Regions from separate parts of the Mus musculus genome. Here region 1 is linked to region 2. A link is a contact called in public promoter capture Hi-C data. All regions are on one chromosome and are shown on one strand. The core of a region is the stretch at or near the end of the contact, and the rest is flanking DNA. Distances in the headings are between cores, read along the strand shown.

Region 1 (5,017 bases), core at 2,477-4,976, 280 kb before region 2:
AAAATTAATTAAATTCCTTGTTGGTGGCAATAAACAGTGTCTGTAGCATTGTTAGCACCCAGTAGATTCCACCACTCACTATCCTTTTCTGAGATGTCCTCATGCAAATAAGGGCTTTTAATGTTGTCTGTCTTCTGTGCTGTTCCTGTAAGTTTGCTATTAAAATACATACTATTAAAAAAATAAAAATAAAAAAATAAAAAAATTTTAAAAACTGGTTCCCAGTCTACCAAGGTGGCACACACCTTTAATCCCAGCAGAGGCAGAGTTAGAGGCCAGCCTGGTCTACACAGTGAGTTCCAGGGCAGACAAGGCTGCACAGTGTGACCCTGGGGGTGGGGTGGTGGTTAGTTATAACTGGGTTCATTGACCTTAGTTTTGAGGACACATGCAGGTCAGGTGGTGCCACACTGCACTTATGGCTGGAGAGAGAAGACATAAGGGAAAGTTCTATGAGAACAGGAAATGTGATATAGGTCAAGAGAAAAAGAAAACTAAGACAACAAAATGTTTTTTGTCTGTATTCATACTCAACTCACCAAGCCACTAGCAATAAAATGAAATAATCTTATTTGTAATGTGAGAGTGCTAAGATGTCTTCCTCTGCTTGGATCTCACGTGTGTCTCTCTAGTGTGAGAGAGAAGGCACCCCGGCACCTCGGCTCCCTGGAGCTGCTTGTGCGATGCTGGCAGCCTCTTAACAGGGCCACCTCCAGTCCCTACAATTTTCTTTCTACTCAAAAATTCTATTTCTCCTGCTCTAGCTTTCTTTCAAAACCTCTCAGAAAGGAAATTTGAAGAGTCAGCCAATGATATATGCTTCCCTCCTGTGGATTACAACAGAAAAGCCCAGTTTAAATCAGGAAAAAAGCAGGCCACTGAGGTGTGCCACTCCATCTCTACAGTACGAAACTGTGTTTCACGTTTCCTGTTCTCACAGAACTCTCCCTTATGTCTTCTCTCTGCAGCCTTAAGTGCAGTGTGGCAGCACCTGACCTGCATGCCTCCTCAAGACAGAGGCTAATGGACCCAGATATAACTAAGCCATTTAAGAAAACAGAAGCTAACAATTTGCTACTCTGTATCTTAATAACCTCATCACCAATTCTAACAAACAGCATAACCTCTAATTCAATTCCTACAGATACTTTATTACACCAGTGATTCTCAAAATGTGGTCATCTGGGATCCTCTCAGAAATGAAAATTTCACTTTCCATCAAGACCTACTAAATCAGACGTTCTGTAAGTGTGCCCAACTCTTACAAGTATTCTATGTGAGATTCTGGTATACAATCAAGCTGGAGAACCACTGTTTTGGGAGGAAAAGCAGGTTTTGGTATTTGAGGATTTTTGGTTTTTGTTCTGTTTTGTTTAGGGGAGGGTTGTTTGGTCTTGGGTTTTCTTTTGGTTTTGGGTTTGTTTTTAGACAAAGTAAACAGTAGCTCAGAGTGGCCTAACACTCTTTAATTGATGATAATCCTCCTGCCTTAGCTTCTTGATTGCTGAAATCACAGGTATGAGCCAGCACACCTGGGAAGACCACTACACTGAGCCTGCCAGGAAACCACCCCCCCTGTCACTTTCTATTGCTAACTTAAAAGGCTGATTTTGCTCGGCCGTCCGACTTTAAAATGCTTGAAGTGAATGCTATGTACAATTTCCTGTTCCCACCTTCATACAGAGGTAAATTTTATTTTTAAAGATTTTCTTTACTCTGTGTACACACACACAAGGGCTCATGTGTGTGCATGTGTTCTCTCATTCTCTCATACCCCACCTCTCTCCCTCTCTCCCCACCCCCCACCCACACACACACCCCTCTTTGGGTGCTTGTGGAACCAGAAGACTGAGTTGTGAGTAATTACAACTAACTCACTGCATCCTGATCTGGTACTAGGAATGCAACTCCAGTCTTCTGCAAGGCCAACAAACACACTAACCATTTCTCCAGTCCCAAGATAAATTTTCATTAAGCTCTTGGAACACCAGCTCCCAGATGTGTAACACAGAGACTATCACATATCTCTGTGGAATAAGAGCTGGCTTACAGAAATGCTCTTTCCTTCTCCATCACCTGCCATTCTGCACAGGTAATACTCCTGGAAAAGCAACACTGGCTTTCTCCTCAGAGAGGCCACTGGTGCTTTCCTGACGGGAAAACTCGGAGTTTTCTTATAGAAATACCACAGTAGAGAGATGAAATGCTAAAAGTCCTAATCCTGCAAAGAACAGAAACTCGAATAAGGTGCTTGATCTACAAGCTCCTGGATGAGGTAAGGCAAACAAAAATAAGCACTCCCATGTCTGGAGAGTAAGTTAAATCGACACTAAGTAGAGCATAGACAACTTTCCCTTAAGTTACTAAAATAAGTCACTAATGATAACTGGGCACAATCAATGCAGATGGAAAGAATTAGAAAATGAAAGAAAGTTAGAACATATGACCCATACTAAAGTGGTCCAGGCCTTCAAATTCCAATCCCCTCACTTTTGAGGCTGGCTCCAACATCAAATTATTGGTCTCAATATTGCCACAGTACACATTCTGATTTGGGGTTCAAAGAACGTATGGTGATCAGGAAGCCAAAACCAACAAAAACCATACCTTTAATGGTTAAAAACCTAAGCATATGTCTTTAAAAAAAAGAAAGAAAGAAACCCGCATAGACTTCTATGATGGTTTCATCATAAACTGTTCCCAATTTCAGTTCCTCAGTCCCTCCAAATGGAATATTCAACTGTTTACTCTTTCCATGACAACTATCCCCAGACTTACAGGAATGAGTACAGAGCAGTGCCCAGGACAGATGTCACTACAGCACCGTAACCAAGTTGGGAAGTTCAGTGGGCATTTGGGGCTTCAATGTCTAACTCCTCCCCGCTCTGACACCCAAGATAGGACAGGCCTCTATTTTTTGCTATTCTGTTGGGAGTAGCCAACATTCCAGTCTGGAGCCCAGGGTGAAACGTAAGCGCTCCCTATTTTTTTTTTTAAGAGACTTTTTTTTTTTTTTTTTTTTGCGATGACTAGAAAAAGTAACGTCAGTGGGGGGACAAAGTTGAATGTCGCCTTGCTGGGAACTGTGAAGCCACAGCCAGCCCAGCAAGTTAGGCGCCGGGAGCTCCGAGCCCAGAGGTGGGCTTCTCCAGGCACCAGCCTAAGTTGCGCGCCCGACGCGGGGTCGTGAGGGAATGGGACTGGCTTCGGAAAGGGCCCTGGCCCGCCACTCCGGAACCGGGACCCGTCCCGTGCATGCCGCCGTTTCGCCTCCTCCCGGCACCCCCGATCCAGGGTCCCCCGGACGCCGGACTCCCGGCTGCGCTGGCCCAGGCCGCCGAAACCGGCCTCGCGCGCGCGGCCCGCCAGTCCCGCCTCTCAGCCCACGGAACCGGAACCGGGCTCGGACCCAGCCTCGCGCCCCGGAGCGCCGCTCCCAGCCGGGACCGGGACCCGAAGCCCGCCCCGGGAGCAGGGCGGGACTCACCTTCGTACTGCAGGTCCACCAGGACCAGCAGGAACGGGAACACCGCGCCCAGCCGGCTGCCCACCGAGCCGGGGGCCACCATGTCCAAGGGCGCCTGAGCCGAAGAGCAGGAAGGTGCGCGGCCCAGCAGCCCGCGCGGCCAACAGCCCGCAGCGAAGCGCCCCGTCCACTCGCTCGCTCGCTCGGTCAGCGCTCGGGCCTCAGCGGCGGCTGGCGCCCGGCGGCGGAAAACAGCGGTAGGCGGGGCCCGCGGAGCCACGCCCCGGGCGCCGCCGCCGCCCAATCGCCTTCCTTCTGGCCACAGAGCGGCCCAGCTCGCCCGGGTCGTGGTTGGCGCTGATTGGTTGTGGGGGCTGGCGCCCCGCCCCGCCTCTGATAGGATAACGTGGAAGCACAAGACGAGGCTGCGTCCGCTGGTCGTGGAGCTGTCAGCGGGCTCCAAACCGCCGCCGAGCGCCGAGGAGGAAGAGGCTGGGGAGGCCGGGCTGCGGCCGCCGAGTCCGCATGCGCGGGCCCTAGAGCCCTTCTGGGCCGGCCTCGCGGGCTGGCTTGGCAGGGGCGGCGGGTTCCTGGAGCGAGCCCAGATTCCTTCGGGTAGTGTTGGGGGATAAGGCGCCGCCGCCTGGGCTGGTAAGGCCAGAGAGTCTCAGGAAGTCTCCAGGGACGTCCGAGAGAGATGACTGGACTTCTTGAATGAAATGGGGGAAGAAACCCAAATAGCCACTCCGTGGGTGAAAAGGGGAAAAAAAAAGTTTATTCCAAACTGCGAAGGCTGTCTCTCGGGAAAGCAGAGAGAAGCGCTGCGCGGGCTGGGGTGATGGTGGGGATTTATCTTCTGGGTTATATGGGACCTTGACGGGCTAATAGACCCCACTGTCATAAGTTAATGGAAGAGCCAAATGTCCCTTTTCCCAGAGATAGGAGAATAACTCCACTTAGCAAGTAGGAACTATCTTCACCACCACCACCACCCCGAGGGAATGCTGGCTTTTGTCTAGATGCCCTACCTGGGGGAAAGGAATTTCTTGGGGGACCTGACACTATTGAGGTCTGCTAGTGGATCAGAGATGCAAGAGCCATTCTACCAAGTCTCACAGTTGGTCTGGGTGGCTCTCTTAAAATCCGCAGTCCTCTCAGTCTCGCCAAAGAAACTTCCAGAATCACTTTTTTTTTTAGGTTGGCTTAATGGTTTCTGGGGCTATTTCCTGCCCTAGACTAAGTATCTATTGATGCATCCTTAAAATGCTTCCAGTGCCTTTAGCTCACCCTACATAACAAAGTCCCTACCCATTACTTGCTCAGTCTTCAGTATTAGCCCTCTGCTTTCCCAAGCAATGACCTTAGTTTGGAATAAACTTTTCTCTTATACACCCACCAAGTGTCTATTTGGGTTTCTTTACTGTGCCTATTTCATTCAAAGACATAAGAACTTGGACAAGATTGTCGTTAAATTAATCAGGTAGGTTACGCCCATAGCTGCTCTGTTTGAACAGACACTATATGGCAGCAACGTTTTACACATCGCTAAAT
Region 2 (4,765 bases), core at 2,044-4,543:
ACGGTTCCCTGGCCCCACGAGTGGGGGTAACCTGAGGGTGGGAGAGAGTGCACCCTCAGGCTCCTAGCCCGGTTTTCGGTTTGCTTTACTTGTGTTGAGCGTCACGGGGATGGTATTTTTTACATGGCTGCAGAAAGTCTGAGTTTAAAATGAATAGCACAGTGAGCTGCTGTCTCTGTAGCCGCCTTGCAGAGTTTCCCGGTCAAATGCGCTGCACAACCATGGCTAGTGGAATTCCTCTAGGAAGCTCCGGAGTCTCAATATGTGCTTGGGGGCACAAAACAGACATCTGCTAAGTGCCACAGGGACCAGGGGCTTCAGGGTGGCTTCACATAGGTGTGCCATTTCTTGGCGCATCCATCTGCCCCCTTGTTCTGTAGTTTACAGCTGTAATCAGGCACTTTACATTCTGAAAGCATCATGGTCTTGAAGCACCCTGAGTCTGGGTCTGTCCCTGGCTTGTGGTTGTCCGTGGTGTCAGAGGCTGCCCTCCCTTTAGTTGGAGTCCTGAGCCCCAGATGTTTACCCAGCTGACGTGTCACAGTGAGTGTGGGTCCCGCTTAGTAGGTCAGCTACAGAGGTGCAGGCAGCAGCAGCTGGGCGAGAGAGGACAGCTATGCTGAAGTGATGTCAGTTTTGTCCCATAGTGATCACCTTTGGAGCCGGGAAGGGCAGGAAGGCAGGAAGTCCTGCGACAGCACAGTCCGTGGAACCCTGGCTACTCTTTTAGGAACCTGCTTATTGAAAAGTCATGGCAGAAGAGTAGAGAAGGGGGTTCCTGGGGAACCCGGACATTCTCCCCAGGACTAGTGGCAGCGACAGTGACAGTAATACTACTTATCAGCAGGACCAGCAGTGTTCATACTCTGAAGCTGTAGTACTCTTTGGTGTTACTATCAGTAGCAATCAATACTCCTACTGTGCTGGCTAGTTTTTTATTAACTTGGCACAGCGGGCCTCGTCTGAAAGTAGGGACCCTCAATTGAGAATTCCTCCATAAGTTCTGTCCATTGGGCATTTTCTTAGTTAGTGATTAATGTGGGAGGGCCCAGAGCATTGTGGGGGCTCCCATCCCTGGGCCGGTAGCCCTGAGTTTTGTAAGAATGCAGGTGGAGGAAGCCAGAAAAGCAAGCCAGTGAGGAACACCCCTCCATGGTCTCTGCAGCAGCTCCTGCCTCTAGGTTCCTTCCCTGTTGGACTTCCTGTCCTTACTTCCTTCAGTGCTGGAGTAAGGATGTCGAAGTGTGAGCCGCATAAACCCTTTCCTCCTCGAGTTGCTTTTGGTTTTTTATGGCAGCAATGGTCACCCTGACTAGGACAATGGAGTGCTTCCCAGTAGTGGTAGTAGTAGTGATAGCAGTATTACTAGGACCCATGCTCAATGCGGTGTAGGTAGTTTGGTAGTAATAGAAAGCTCTGAACCACGTGTCCGCCCTTTATCCAAGATGCTACTTTTATCCCAGTTTTTAGGAACTGGGTGAGGTAGGAGGTATTCTTAGTATCAGTCAGTCCCTCACTACGAGCTTGTCAGTTTCTCGTGCTCAGGGCCACCCCAGAAATAAATGAAAGAGCTGAGTTTCTGTTTCAGGCGCTCTGAGATGAGCCCAGGCCTTCTAGGCTGGGGCTGATCTAACTAAGGTCAAAAACTTTGCCCTTAGCATCCCAAGTGGCTGCTGTTTGATCTTAGCCTAGGGATAATGGTGCAGAGATGGCCTCGGGGCAGTGGTGGCACATGAGTTTGTCAACTAGGATGCGGTCCAGGTTACAGTGTCTCCTGGGGTCACAAAGTCATATGCAGTACAGGAAAGTGGCTGTGACTGGTGAATCAGTGTGTCAGTGCGGTGTGTCCAGCTGGACACCCATCACCACCTGTGGTTGTCTCACATACCTGTTCAGCACCCCCTGTTACTGCACTCAGCGACTGGAGTGGACTGGTGTGATCTGGGATGGCAGTGCGATTAGGAGACCCTGATGCCCCGGGCAGAGGCTGACAGCTCTGTTTTTTTAATGAGCCCAGGGTCACAGAGTATGTGCCATTTGCTGGGACCCAGATCAACTGCTACTGAGGGCAGCTCATTTGCTCTGGCTTCTGACGCTCCGTCCTGTTGGCCTGCCGGGTCAGTCCAGGCATTAGGGATTAGGATGATGGGTATGGTAGTGCAGTGTGGGAGCTGGTGTGGGCAGGCTTTCCCTGTCAGACCTCTTCCCTTGCCCTGCCTTTAGATCAGGTCTTTGTTGGTTTATGATCTAATACTGGGCATGGATGCTTCGTTCCCTTGATGGACCCGGTGACCAGTCCTGGAGGTCACAGTGACATTGTGTCTCTACCATGACGACTAGCAGACCTTCTAATGCACTGAAATCTGGGGAGCTAAGAGTCATTTGTGTTCGGATAGGAAAACCTTTCTTTCTTCCTACTCCCTGCCAGCAAAAGGAAGCGGGCTTTCTAATACAAATACTTTCATTTTCATGGACTGGTTGGCCTATTGACGCTGCTGATTTGGAGAAGTCAGAGATAATTTTATATGGGGTAGCTAGCAGTGATCCAGTCACGTTTCAAAATCCACGCCCCGATGGATAGGGTGGGTGTGGTGGCAAATGCCTGTTACTCAATTAGCTGGGAGGTTGAGCAAGAGGAAAAGAGAGTTGCAGGTCAGCCTGGGCTACTGAGTGAAGCCTGTCTCTGAAAGCCAAGACACCACGTTTGGATGATGTTTAAGGTTACACCTGTTATACGTGCTCCTTTATGCATGGCTGTGATCCCGTTCCTGACAAACGCAAACGAAGGCAGAAGTGCTTACTCCGGCTTGGTAGTACCGCTCACAGTCTGAGGGAGCACATATCTCATCACGGATGGTGAGCGCGTTGGCTAGAACAGGAGACAGTTGGTCATATTGCGCCATAGTCAGAAAGCAGATTGAAGAACCCAGCTCTCTGCTCATTGCTGTCTTCACATGCTTGCCCAGAAGTTTGTCTCCTGGGTAATTCTGTATCCCGTCGGGTTGTCAGTCACTATTAACCCTCACAGGTTGTGTGAGCCACATGGGGTGAGCTGTTAGATTAACAGCTGGTTTTACGAGGCGATTTCTCATTTAGTGATCTCGGCTCCGTGTTGTTCCGCTGGACTTTTGAGTTTTAGAGAGCGGAAGGATGAACGGAGTGTGGCATCTTGTCTCTCTGGTGCCTCAATAGCACAAGGAATTATTCTAGGAAGACAGCACAGCTGTGTGAGCCACCCACCCCAGCCGGGCCTTCCCTAGGTGCTAACGGAGCTCTGCCAGAGAAAAGGTGGCGAGGAACTGGTGCAGAAGCCTTGCGTGGGATTTCTAGGTGGTGCTCCATGTTCTTCTGTGAAGCTGAGGACTGTGGAGAAACCAGCATGATCGTGACTTTGGAACACACCCGTGCAGGTCAGAGAAAGCCAGCTCGGAGCATCGAGTTCCCCGTAATCTGTCCCTTGTGTGCACCTCCTAGGAAGTGCCATGGGGACAGAGATGACTCACCATCTGGAGCCTTACTGTAAAGGGAGAGTCTGCACAGCCTGCCTCCTCACGTCATTCAGGCCTGGATTTTGAGTTATGAGGTGTCTTGCCTGTGGGAGAGTGAAGTTGGGGGCATCAAAGGAGCCTCAGGGGACTCTCCTGCATGTGGAGCCAGTCGTGGGCAAGGCACGGCATGGTTGTTTAAGTCTTTTTTTTTTAATATATATATTTATTTATTGATTATACGTTAACTACACTGTAGCTGTCTTCAGACACCCCAGAAGAGGGCATCTGATCTCATTATGGATGGTTGTGAGCCACCATGTGGTTGCTAGGATTTGAACTCAGAACCTTTGGAAAAGCAGTCAGTGCTCTTAACCGCTGAGCCAGTTTTCCAGCTGTTTAAGTCTATATATATATATATGTTTATAGTCTATATAGTCTGCCAGCTTCATCTGTGAAGTTGGCCTTTGGCCAAGACTGTTTGTTTGTTTGTTTTTGTTTGTTTGTTTTAAGACAAGGTGTCTCTATGTAACTCTGGCTGTCCTGGAACTCACTCTTGAGAACAGACTGGCCTTGAACTCAGGGATCTGCCTGCCTCTGCCTCCTGAGTGTTCGGCCCACTGCCTGAGGACTTTTCTCTTTTTAGGGTTTACTTTTATTATATTTGCATGAGTGTTTCGTCTGTCTGCCTGTCTGTCTGTGTACCACATGCATGTAGTACCCATGGAAGCCAGAAGAGAGCTTTGGACCTTCTGGAGATGGTGTTGGAGACTGTTGCTAACATGGTCAAGGCTTTCCCCCTGACTGTCGCTCGTCTGGGTGGATACTGGAGTATAGGGGATCCTGGAGGCTGCCATCTGAGGTAACCCTGCCCTTATCCAAGGTCAGAGGTCAGCAGTCAGTTCTGCCTGTGCCTTTGCTTGGGGTTGATTCCTGAGATGTGTCCAGGGATGCATTTCCTGGCTCTTTTTTTCCAAGTGGCTCCAACTTTCAGCTCAACCTAGGAGGCCATTGATAGAGACCAAGAGGGAGATGACCCAGGCAGGGAGAGGTGGACCACGCCTTGGGAAGCAGGTGTGGTCAGCTGTGTGTGCCCCGTGGGTTCCTGGACACTCTGACACTAGCTTATTTAGTGTTGACAGTGATGACTCTGAGTGAGAACCCAGAGAAAATGCTTTTAAACACTTTCTTTAAAAAGTCAGAGGATCCATTGCTTCACTGGAGAAAGGTTGTATTCATAATGGTAGGAGATTGAGACCAGCCATTAAGACACTATCCTC

The links. Promoter capture Hi-C pulls out the DNA fragments that hold promoters and counts their contacts.
Region 1: a contact with region 2 is called in a promoter capture Hi-C map of neutrophils, with 2.1 times the contacts expected there. The contact joins the promoter of Dnajc3 here to the enhancer-like site in region 2. A contact is called at or near these places in 2 of 39 promoter capture datasets (macrophages and neutrophils), 2 of 484 Hi-C or Micro-C datasets (bone marrow-derived macrophages and hematopoietic stem and progenitor cells), 1 of 115 datasets of contacts at active chromatin or transcription factors (pancreatic cancer cells) and 1 of 9 other capture datasets (liver).

Annotation. Positions count from the first base shown.
Region 1 is chr14:118,936,641-118,941,657 of GRCm38.p6, reverse strand. Dnajc3 (DnaJ heat shock protein family (Hsp40) member C3) reads right to left here and starts at 3,726. Exons shown (of 12, transcript NM_008929.3): 1 at 3,488-3,726. The coding sequence starts at 3,569.
Region 2 is chr14:118,660,924-118,665,688 of GRCm38.p6, reverse strand. The region is part of intron 3 of Abcc4 (ATP-binding cassette, sub-family C (CFTR/MRP), member 4); the gene reads left to right. Among named protein-coding and RNA genes, the nearest start is that of Gm52104, 21 kb to the right of the region's middle. Within about 2 kb of position 3,293, at least 65 of the 459 cell types and tissues checked have an H3K27ac peak or open chromatin away from gene starts, as enhancers often do. A contact at or near this core is called in bone marrow-derived macrophages, hematopoietic stem and progenitor cells, neutrophils and 1 more, where this site is marked.